Linked DNA regions of Sus scrofa: region 2 is linked to region 1. A link is a contact called in public Hi-C data. All regions are on one chromosome and are shown on one strand. The core of a region is the stretch at or near the end of the contact, and the rest is flanking DNA. Distances in the headings are between cores, read along the strand shown.

Evidence for each region. A called contact is a pair of places that touch in the nucleus more often than the background predicts.
Region 2: a contact with region 1 is called in a Hi-C map of retroperitoneal adipose tissue, with 2.3 times the contacts expected there. The contact joins two enhancer-like sites. A contact is called at or near these places in 15 of 47 Hi-C or Micro-C datasets (alveolar macrophages, embryonic fibroblasts, epiblast stem cells and 9 more) and 1 of 2 datasets of contacts at active chromatin or transcription factors (skeletal muscle).

The regions. Positions count from the first base shown.
Region 1 is chr17:1,419,426-1,425,308 of Sscrofa11.1, forward strand. The region is part of intron 4 of DLC1 (rho GTPase-activating protein 7); the gene reads right to left. Among named protein-coding and RNA genes, the nearest start is that of C17H8orf48, 190 kb to the right of the region's middle. Within about 2 kb of position 3,591, at least 10 of the 83 cell types and tissues checked have an H3K27ac peak or open chromatin away from gene starts, as enhancers often do. A contact at or near this core is called in retroperitoneal adipose tissue, where this site is marked.
Region 2 is chr17:1,135,315-1,141,197 of Sscrofa11.1, forward strand. No RefSeq gene overlaps it. Among named protein-coding and RNA genes, the nearest start is that of KIAA1456, 78 kb to the left of the region's middle. Within about 2 kb of position 3,292, at least 23 of the 83 cell types and tissues checked have an H3K27ac peak or open chromatin away from gene starts, as enhancers often do. A contact at or near this core is called in retroperitoneal adipose tissue, where this site is marked.

The sequences.
Region 1 (5,883 bases), core at 2,341-4,840:
TACCTCCAGGAGCCTACACTTTAGAGGGAGATATAAACATGCATCATATAATCTCATAAGTCATTGCAAAATCCTAATTCTGTAAAGATCTACGAATGACAGCCTGTGGAACTAACCTGCAAGTATTGGACTTTGGATTTCTTTGTAGTTTGTTGTCTACCTCTTACTTGAATATGTGCTCCCTAAGGGCAGAGTCTTTGCTTTTTGTCTGGTTCTGCACTGCAGTCCCACAGCATGCACATTGTGGGGATTTAATAGATGTCACTGAACAAATGAATGTTAAACTTTTACATTAACTCTTTCGATTAAACTTCACGGTAACCATGAGAACCATGTACAACTATCGCTATTTTATGGATTAACAGCATTGAAGCTCAGATAAGAAATTAGTTTGAGGTCACGAAACTGGTGACAGAACCAGAAATTGAACCTAGTTCTTATTCCAAGTCATTTTTCTTTCTATTCCACAAAAGGCATGGGAGAGGCAAAGAATAAATTATCGAAGATTACTTTATTACCTGAGTTCACTGTAATTACTGTAGAACCTAAGCTCACCAGTTACATTATTTTCATGGGTTCTCCATATAACATCAAAGGCAAAAAACCAAAACAAACCGAAAAACAAGCCTACTCCTTTGCAAAAGAATCCTACAACTTTAGTTTCCAATAGTACTGCAGGACCAACAAACTCTAACCTCGTCAAGCAGGCTGGAATATTTCTAGTGTTTGGTGATTGCAAAATTGGATTTCACTTGGATCTCTTTATGTCTGGCACCAAAACGACAACTTGAACTATAAAGAACAAAGCTGTGTGCGTTTGTGGTATTTGCTTGACTTGGCTAAAGGAAACTAGGTACAAAGGTACGTGCTCACTTAACTCTTTCTGTGCTCTAAGTTCTCTGAAATTTGAAAGAAATTCCTACAGTTTGTTAATTATGAATTGAGTGTTAGCAGGGAGAAGCGTGTGTGTGTGTGTGTGTGTGTGTGTGTGTGTGTGTTTATGTGTGCGTGTGTGTGCATGTGTGTATTTTGCTCACAAACTTGCTTTTATATCCTCCCTTTCCCCTGAGATCTCTCCTTTCAGAACTTGGATAATATAGGGCTAGACTCCAGCTTCAGAGAAAAGAAGAGCTCAGGGGAAGCCAGAAAACACTAATAAAGTGGTTTCTGATTAGATTTTCAGATGACTCCTTGAACTTTGTGTGGGACGCCAGCCCACCAGCTTTATCTTCAGATTTGTTCCCCCCAGCTTGCTTCCCTCCTCACAAGGCGAACATTGTTTTCCCGTTTCCAGGTCTCTGGGTAATGCCATTCCTAGCTCCCCTTGTGTTTGGTGGCCCTAAGTACTGGCACAGAAGTCTCTAGGCTTATGTAGATTCCCTTTGTGGAATAGGGTTACGTGATTTTTAAATTTATCGCATACTAAAGACTTCTTTCTAAACCTTTCAAATATCAATCGAAACTAAACATCTTTCCCCTAATTAAATAAAAAATACATATTTTAAGAACATGTGTCTCATATTTCTAATTCATTGGCCTATAAACCATCAAAACAGTAAGAACTAATTGTTGTCAAAGAATCTCTTTTGAGTCTCTTAAAAGGCAATTGAAAAGTTTCCCCCTCCTATTTAATTAACCTCATATTTTGCCAAGGATTAAACTTAGTATGCTTGAGATGGGATGATAAGCTGGTGCCCAAAGACTTTCAACACTTTCTTCAATTGGGACAAATGTCCTCCTGTTCTGATAATTAATTTACATTTAATCCAATCTGCATTCCATTAGTATAATGCTTAGCCATCCAATTCCATTTTTAATTTCCATTTCTCAACCTCTATCCTATTACTAGCTTTCACAGTAGGTCAAGAGAGAACCCTGTAGAAATACATTTGTTGACATAAATTGAGAAAAATTACTTTGAGTTAAACTGATTACCTCTGTCCTTTAGAATTAGAAGCACACTGGGTGTAGAATCCAATCAGTCCAGTGCCCTATGTGGCTTGCTGATACCCAAGGTTATGTGGGAGGAGCAGATCCATCCTTTTTTGTGGTCTGTTCTCCTTCGTTGTAGGAGAACTTAGTGGTCTCAGCTCCCCTTAAGACACTGATATTTCCGGGATTCTCTGGAAGGTCAGTGAATCTGTGCCTTTATCCTGTGGAATCAGCCTGCAAACACAAGGTGCCTTGGAGCACATCACATCCAAATGCAAAAGGTGCCACAGATTTCACTTTTGAGAATCCAGGAGTCTGCCTTCCTCAATTAACCTCCTACAACACTTTCATTGTACACCACTGAGCAAGCAGCCTCGAGACGGTGTTGCTTCTGGGTTTCCAGACATGTGTCATTTCCACTGCATATTTAGTAGCACATAACTGCCTGAAGTGGGGAGACGGGAATGTGAGGCATGTCTCACTGAGGAGGAGGGTTTTTATATTTCAAAAAAAAAAAAAAATCACTCAACTGCTAATGGAAACGTCAACCTCCCAGCCCTATTCTTAAAAATAAATAAATACAAGGAGTTCCTCATGTGAGAGGCACATTAGGGACACAAGATATTCATTTCCATGAAGTCACTCACAGCAGGCCTGTCTGGAAAAATGCTTTCATCTTCTGTGAAGGGAGGAGGAATTGTACCAGCAAGAAGGTTTAAAGACCAAAACTTTGAAGTGGAGGGTGAAATGGGAAAAGTGATCCTCCGGTCAGGTGAATTTGGGCCAAACCAGATTAATTTCTACATTTCAATTCAACATGGGCTGCATAGAGACTACAGAGTCATGATTTGTAAGGAGATGCCTCTCGGTCCTGTCCAGCAGTGGGCACACGGGGTTTCCTACAGTTTGGTATGTCCACCATGACCCTGGGTGCAGAGGGCAGCTGAAGAAGTAGGTGCTGCACCGCTGGAGCTGGACAGCTCTGCTTTGAGCTGCTTCGTGGATTGTTGTCTACTTAAATTCACTTACTGCACATTCACTGAGCATCTGCTATAAACTGCTGGTACTATGTCAAGTGTGATCAGGTGATAGTGATCAAGATAGATGTGGCCTTGGCCTCGTGAAGGCTGTAGGCTCTGCAAAGTTCCCTGTGGGCTGTTGGGAGGTATGAGTGTGAACACCATGAATGGGGTTCCAGCACGCTCATATTGAAGATGAATAAACTGAGGTCCTGACAGAATCCCCCAAAGGATTAACTGCAAAGTTGGGAAACAGAATCTGGATGCCGTGACTTAGACTTTAGTGTTATTCCTCCTACGTTCAGAGCTAGGACAGGAAGAAAAGGCATAAAAAAATCTTAGAAATCTGCTCAACTCTAGGGGATGTGAATTTCGGTCCATGACTACATCTTATCTCTATTTCTGTTCATTCAAGTGCTCTCTCAAGATAGAATCAAAGCTCTTCACCCATTCTTGGACATGGAGAAGATCAGATACATGGGCCTTTTTCCTTCCAGACTGGTGTCTCCAACTTGCATTTGATCAGAGGTCATCTGCCTGCTGTTCGTTTCAGAAGCTTTTGCCTCAGTCCTTCTCCATTCAAGCAGCCCTTTCTACACAGCCAGCTCTCTGTGGAAACCTTGGGGCTCTCTTGCATTCTTTGCTGCCCTGCATCACTTCCTTCCTTCCTTTCTTGTAGGCACTGGGAATACTTTCTCTCCAACCCCCATTCCTGCTGCTGTTCACTCTCCCAGCCATGACCTTTGCCTCTTTCCCTTTCCTCTCTCTGTTTCCCTTGAGGCTCTGTTGCTGTACTTTTATACTGCTGAAAACCAGGATGTGGTGGGATAGAATTCAATGTGTTTTCCTTTTGATTCTGAGCTTCTGCCTTGTTTTCTCAATGTCTGCTTAAAAGCCCTCACTCTTTCTTTTCTTTTGCTTTTTTAACGGCTGCACTGTGGCATATGGAAATTCCCAGGCCAGGGGTCTAATCAGAGCTGCAGCTGCCGGCCACAGCCACAGCCACAGCAATGCCGGATCGGAGCCATATCTGTGACCTGCACCACAGCTCATGGTAACACTGGATCCCCCACCACTGAGGTAGGCCAGAGATCAGACCTGCATCCCCTTGGATACAAGTTGGATCCTTAACTCATTGAGCCACAATGGGAACTCTTGCCCTCACTCTTTAAAATGCTGTGTTTCAACTTTAGTCCCGAGCACTGGTCCTGCCTGTGGTGCCTCTTTCCCCTTCGCATCTGTACATATCTTCAGTCCTGTCTCTGGCAAGGTGACATCTGATCAGGCTTTTACATGAAAAAGGGCAACTTACAGTGTTTATGATTCAGGATGTGGAATGTTCCTTACTCAGTCTGTCCAGACCTTGACCTCCTGAAACGCACGACTCAGAGAATTGTTGGCATTGATCTTATGCTGTCCTTAAAGATCCTGTAATACATTCATCTCCTGTTCTTGGCAGCTGCTTACAGGTTAGTCCCCATAGCTCAGTCCTCATTAGGGGCATGATACAGGATGGAAGGAATGGGAAAAGCAACTTCTACCTACCAAAGAGTGTCCCATGAATTATTTCTTTGTACAATGTTGTTTATTATAGTGCAAAAAACCCAAAACAGTGCCTGTTTATTTTTGAGAAGAGATTGTTTTCTTTATACAGTTCAGCACATGGAGCACATGGACTTTCCTGTACCCTTTGAAATCCTAAAATCAGAATCTCCACAATCTAATTAACATCCTTTGTGGAAGTGAAACATTCTATGGTTTATTTTTATCTTCTGTGTATTCCTTCATCTGAATTCAACTATTTGAGGATGAATTTGGTGCTTGGCCTACCTGCCAACACCAGTGCAAAGAAGACAGGACAGAATTGAGTTTTGAGAGATTTTTTGAGTTGCATTTGCAAAGGAGGATGATATGATATTATTAGGACAAGAGCTTGGGAAGGTTTTCAATTGGGAGAGTGATTTTATAGAAATAAACATATGTTGTCCTCTCGGCCCAATTAGCAATCATTTTGTGGGGTTTGAATTGTATCTGTGGCTTTAGGATGGTTTTCTGTTGAGTAAAGCTGATAAGTCCAGTCAAAGACCAAATCTTTGATCCTGGCCTCAAGTGAACATGGTGTTTCAAATGGCTGAATTTTTTTCCCAGTAACTCAGAGAGGAAGAGAGACTCAGAGCTGTTTTGTTGGGAGCAATGATAGAGAGTTTTCAAACAGATAAAGTACTGATCTCCACATCAGCAGTAAGCGATGAATGTCCCACAGTGATAAAGGGCCCTTAAACACCACATCATCTATGTCCTCAGGAAGTACATTTTCCATGACACCAAAGCCAAATTCACATGCTGTCCCTTTCTTTCTTCCCTTCCTAACTCCCCATATTTCTTGCCAGAGAGCCCTGACCCCTTCTCCTTCAAGATCAGGGCATCTCTGGCTGATTGAAGCATTGCCTTTATCCTTCATGTAGCAAAACAGTCATAAGGTCAAGTTCTTATTTGCTGCAGGGAAATCACAAAGGACCTGAGGACGAGATAGAGGGATATTACCCAACAAAAAAATACAAGACAATTTTTCCCAATATGGAAAAAAATTCTTTCAAAATATTAACGTTTACCAGTGGGGACACCTTCTATGCAAGCTATTCTTATGTGCGTACTGAGTAGATTCCTGGGAGATGGATCTGGACGGTCTGGTGTGAACTCAGGCTAAACAGCCCTCACAGAAGGGCAGGTGAGGGTTGGATATAAATGGCTCACAGTTTTTAGAACAAACAGATTCTTTTTCTGAGTAAAGATAAGCAGTACTTGTGTTAGTAAGGCTCCTTCTGCTCAACTCCTCTCCGACCGTGCTTAGAGAAAGGGGGCTTGCAGGGCAGGGCCGTGCTGGTTAAGACGGCCTTGATCACATTCACAGGTGTAGCCTGTGGTCTCAATG
Region 2 (5,883 bases), core at 2,042-4,541, 280 kb before region 1:
GACTCAGTGACTATGCCCTCTCAGGACAGGTCTGAAGAAAAAGTGAGAGCAGACATCCCATAGCACAAAGGAGTACCCATCAATATTAGCCCTCTTCCTTCAGCATAATTTTCTAATTCACTTCATTGGTGCGGACTCGGCCTCAATTAAAGAGAAAAGTGAGCGGAAATGCTTCATTTTCTTTGGAGCCACTGCTGAGTTTAAGCCTAATCTAGGCCAAAGGTTCTCCAAACATTTTGGTCTCTGAATCCACTCACACTTCTTTTGCTTTGTTTTTTTCCTCACTTATACTCTTAAAAGAGGATCCTAAGCACCTTTTTTTTTTTTAACATGGGTTATCAGTATCTACCATATTAGACATTAATATTGAGAAATTTTAAAAATATCTGTTTGAAGGTAATAATAATAATGTGTTACATATCAACATAAATTATGACAAATAATGACTTTCCAAAACAAAAAAAAAAGTTAGTGAGAAGAGTAACATCATTTAAAAATCTCTTTAAATATCTAGTTTCAGAGAAAACAGCTTGATTCTCATAGCTACTCTGCTTCTACATTGCATCTGTTGTAATATCTTGTTTAAGTTGAATTTTATGAAGCAAAACCAGACCAAATGTATAGAAGGAGTATTTAATAGTTCTTTTTTTTTAAAGATAATTGTATACATTCTTTGATACTGCAATCAAACTCAGTAAGTACTCATTTGTTTAAAGTTCATTTTCAGTGTGGAATACGAAACCTTTGTCAAGGAACTTTTTAAAACTCTCTTATATGAAATCCATTGATCTATTCTACTCTTTAAACAGTTCATTTTCCCATGAATGATTCTGTAACATTTGAAAAATACTGATTCACTGAGTTATACAGATCAGCCCCAACACTGACATATTTTATTGCAACATCAAAAAATTCCATTATTAATATAGCACCACCAATCTCATCAGAAAAGTCTTTCTAAGGAACTATTAAGCCTCCCATGCTGAACTCAAGTTTTCCATAATTCTTATTTTTTGAAAGTTAAAATTTTATCACTGGCAGCTGGTCGTGTCAGTAGTTTTATTTGACAAGGTTGCTTTAGTCATTTTTAACAAATGCCCAGCTCTAAATAACAATAGTTTGTCTTTCTTTCATTCTCTAAAGTAAAATTGTGTCCCATGACACACACACACAAAAGCCAGTTAGCTCACGATTCAATTGTCAAATGTTTTTCCTCCAGAAAACTAACATATTTCGTTATTCAGCAGAAATGCTCTATTTGTATTTCCCATTTCATTACAGAGAATATGAAATAGACATGTACTCTAGGTTGAGATTTCATAGAATGAGCAGCTTTTACTGATTTATCAAGGATATTCTTTTTTTTTTTTTTTTTTTTTTTTTTTTGTCTTTTTGCCTTTTCTAGGGCTGCTCCCATGGCATAGGGAGGTTCCCAGGCTAGGGGGCGAATCAGAGCTGTAGCCACCGGCCTACGCCAGAGCCACAGCAATGCAGGATCCGAGCCACATCTGCGACCTACACCAGAGCTCACAGCAACGCTGGATCCTTAACCCACTGAGCAAGGCCAAGAATCGAACCTGAAACTTCATGGTCCCTAGTCAGATTCGTTAACCACTGAGCCATGATAGGAACTCCAATCAAGGATATTCTTAAGTGAAACTGGAATCTGTTTTGCTGTGAGTGTGTGGTGACAATGGTGCCTCTGCCTTGGTTCATGCCACATCCTCTCTTGCTCCTGCACCATCAGTGGAAATGTCTCCACAGGGAAAAAGTCACATCTTGATGAGCTCATGAAAATAGTTTTGACCTTACAGACTCCCTGAATGGGTTTTAGAGACATGCCCTCCCCCAGGCTCTGAGGACCACACTTTGAGAACCTCTGCTCTAGCCCCCCTCCCACACCTTGATGCTTCTCTTTCCTCGGCCCTTCAGCCCCCGTGACCTGTGGCTGCTCTGAGTTCCCCTCTGGCAGCGCTCAATGGGATATCTAACTTCTCCAAAGTCTCTGGTTTACAGTTGACTCTATCTTCTATCCTCAACAACAATTAAAATGACTGTGTACCTATTACACACCAAACACTGTTCTAAACACTAAACACCCCGTCATCAATAAGACAAGCAAAGTCCTTGCCTCCATTATCCTAATGTTTTAGAGGGAGAAGAAGATACAATAAACTTGCAAATAAATATACAAGGTAGTTTCCAAGTCCTGTGATAACCATAAAAAAAAAAAATAGACTGATGTGACAGAGAGAGACAGGTGGACAGTCTGAGATGGCCTCCAAATGAGAAGGGTCACATTTGTGCACCCAGTGTGACTACTGGTAATTCATGGGCAGACGTGGGGAAAGATGAGGTTTCCAGTAGCCTGGCTGGGGAAAAACTGGAATATCGCCTGGAAAGCTGGGAGGAAAAGGAGGGGAGAACCCATGGTTCTTTGTACTTGAAAGAAGGGCTACCTTACTCCTTCTGGGGAGGGTGGCAGCTCCCAGTCCTGCAGGGGGAAAAGCAAAGGGGAAATGACCTTCTAAGAGGAGAGGCTGGGAACTGGACAAGAAGCCACTCTGCTCCCCGAGGGCCGACGTGGGGCTGCTGATGTACTAGATGCCACCTGGTCTGCCTGGAGGCTGGTGGGAGAAGCGACAAGGAGGAAAGTGGAATTATTTCTGATACGACATTGACATCACCCTGGTTGCAATACCCCGCTCACAAGAGCTGGCTGTCGCTTCTGCTTCAGAGTATTACAGGGCCACTTCTAGAATACACTAATGTTTTCCCTCCAAAACAGCACCGAAATTAGGGATTTAGGGCAAGGATAAGCATATAAAAATAAAAAACAAAGAAATCACATCTAACTTGAAAGAATGGCTTAGAGGGTCCATTGGGGAAAAGCACTTTGCCATGCGGAAAGTTATGCCACGCCCTTGAGAAAGTGTCTCTAGAATTAATTCTTGCCTGGCTTTCTCCTCCCCTTCACCCCAGCAGGATGGTTCATGCTGAAGGAATGTGTCCTCTGCAGTGGGGGCTGTGTCTCTCAGGAAGTTTCTGGTGTTTTCTTCATCGGAGCTCCTCTCTCAGTCCTGGGATTGGTCTCTTCCTGCCTTGAGCCCAGCTTTTCACACCTCTCCCCCACCTGCCCCCCACCCCCGTGTTCCACCTCCTTTGACTCAGTGCTCCTTCCTCCAGGAGCCACAATTTTGTTTCACAAGTTTCATTCTTTTCCCATAAGCGTGAGTTACTGTAACCCCCAAAAGGTATATTTTCTCTTCCCCGGGTCATTTGTCTTTAGCCACTTCCTGTTTTTCAGAAGGGACACTCTGCAGAGGCCCCAGTCTCTCTGCAGGACACTGCACTTTATTCAGATGGTGTATCTGTGACTTGAAATGTGAAAAACTTCCCTGCTCTAGAAATGCTCATCCAAGGGCACCCACATGAGCCCTTCTACCCATTAAATTATAGACAATTCTCCCTTCCTAGGAAATCATAAGACTCTAGAGGGCAGGGATGATGGTTGACCATGATTATCCCTGCAACCCTTGTGGACTGGTGCTGAGGCTTTTATGGTGAGGAGCTTAGAAAATGTGCTTTGCTCTGTTAATCAGCCTTCTTTGTGCTACTCCCAGATGGGGCTGGGAGGGGCAGTGGATAAAGGCAGTGGGAGGGGAGGTCTTTCTCTAATCTCTGTTCCAGGGGCAACAGAACTTCTGCTGTAACCACCCCGCTTCCCGTTCCCTAATCATGTCACTTATCACATGGTCCCCTCTTGGGGTGGCCCCCAGATGTTTCAAGCCCAAGTTTATACACCACATTTAGCAGCCTTCAGGGTCTCTCACCAGCATCTTAAGACTTAGATACATAAGAGGCTTTAGCTTATGTTTCCTGGCTTCCACATCCTTGTCCACATCCTTGTGTCCTGACCACTGCATTTCATCATCACTGCTCCATCTTCCTTGCTGAACTCTGACCTGTGTCTCAGCTACATTCTGTCTTCTGAAAATAGACCACCACATAAATGTTAAGAAGTTGGTCCTACATTCCTATCCAGGGACAGTCTTCACATTTCAAAATCCTGTGAATCACAGCGAGCTTTCACTTGGCGCCCTGGGGAACATGCAGCAGAGGAACAGCACATTTTAATACGGAAAAGGCAAGTCAGAGTCACAAGGGAGCCAGTAGGTTTTCACAGCTGCCTAACCCAGTTCTGTGCCACCAGCATGCACTCTAAATAATGCATGAGTCATCAGCCTTGCCTGCCTATTGACAGGGTTAGGTTGGGGGTAGGTGAAAGCCATGAGGGGGCGGGTGGTGGCCAAGGGAAGCTAGCAGGAAATGAGAGAGAAAAAAGCAAAACAGAAGAAGAGGTATCCACTTTTTCTGTGTCCCTTCTTCTGAAAACCATACACGTTATAGTAAATTCACATTCTGCAAAGTGAATCTAGGAAGGGTACATCCTAGCTGGTCACTTTATCCCTATTCATCTTAGATTCTTAGCTTCAGATCCATATTCAATCCATACTTCCAGCTTTTCAGTTTCTGCAAACATCTGATTCACCTCTCAGCTTCTTTCAAAGGAGCTTGCTTTCTGTCTCACTGAGTCCGCTCAATCCCTTACTTGGAGTGTCTCCTTATAGCCATTGAGAACCCTATGAAATCACTGGCTCCATTACCCCCTGACTGAAGCAATAGCCAGTTACAGGCCTGGAGAGACCTATGCTCAAAGATCTGATCAAAAACATGTTCTTGCATAAAATCAATATTAAAAACCAAAACCAGATATGATACCATATGATCCAGCAACCCCACTCCTAGGCATGTATCCAGAAAAAAATAAAAACTCTAATTAGAAAAGATACATGCACCCCAATGTTCATAGCAGCATTATTTACAACAGCTAAGACTCAGAAATAACCTAAGTGTCCACTGACAGAGGAATGGATAAATAAGCTATGGTGTATATATATACAATGGAATACTACTCAGCCATAAAAAAGAATGAAATAATGCCATTTGCAGCAACATGGATGGACCTAGAGATGATCACACTAAATGAAGTAAGTTAAACAGAGAAAGGTAAATATGATATTATTTTATTTATGAAATCTAAAAAAAAAGAGAGACAAATGAACTTATTTACAAAACAGAAACAGACTCACAGACATAGAAAACAATCTTATGGTTACCAAAGGACAGTGGGGGGAGGGATAAGTAGGATTTGGGAATAACAGATACATACTATTACATATAAAATAAATAACAATGACCTACTGCATAGCACAGGTAGCTAGCTATATTCGATAGCTTGTAATAACCTATAACGGAAAAGAATCTGAAAAAGAATATATACATATGTAATTGAATCACTTTGCTGTACACCTGAAACTAACACAACATTATAAATCAACTATCCTTGAATTAAAACCTTTCTAAATTGATATTAAGTGAAGAAAATCAAAGTTATGGTTTTTGCCTAAATCTTAACTGTCAAAATATTCTCCTTCAACTTTTTCACTGAATTTTTTCAGTGTAATTAAGCTCAAGGAGAAGAGAACTAAAAGGGGCTAAAATCCTAACCCATGTAGAATTTCCATTATGTAATATCAGCTCATTTATTTTTAGATGACAATTTATCCTGTTTTGTAACCTTCCACCCAAGGCCTCCATGGAACGTAGCAAGCACTGATAATGTTCAATTTTAAAATGCTGAGCATTCACATTTTGGCTTTTTTTTTTTTTTTTTTTTTTTGGCTCTGCACAGCCACAGCATGAAGCTAAAGCAAGCACACTCCGCCAGTAGCTATTAAGGAAGAGGAAACACCTCAGCTTAATTCCTGGAATACAGAGCTTGAGCGTGAGGGAAATCACATGGACTCAACACACACCTGA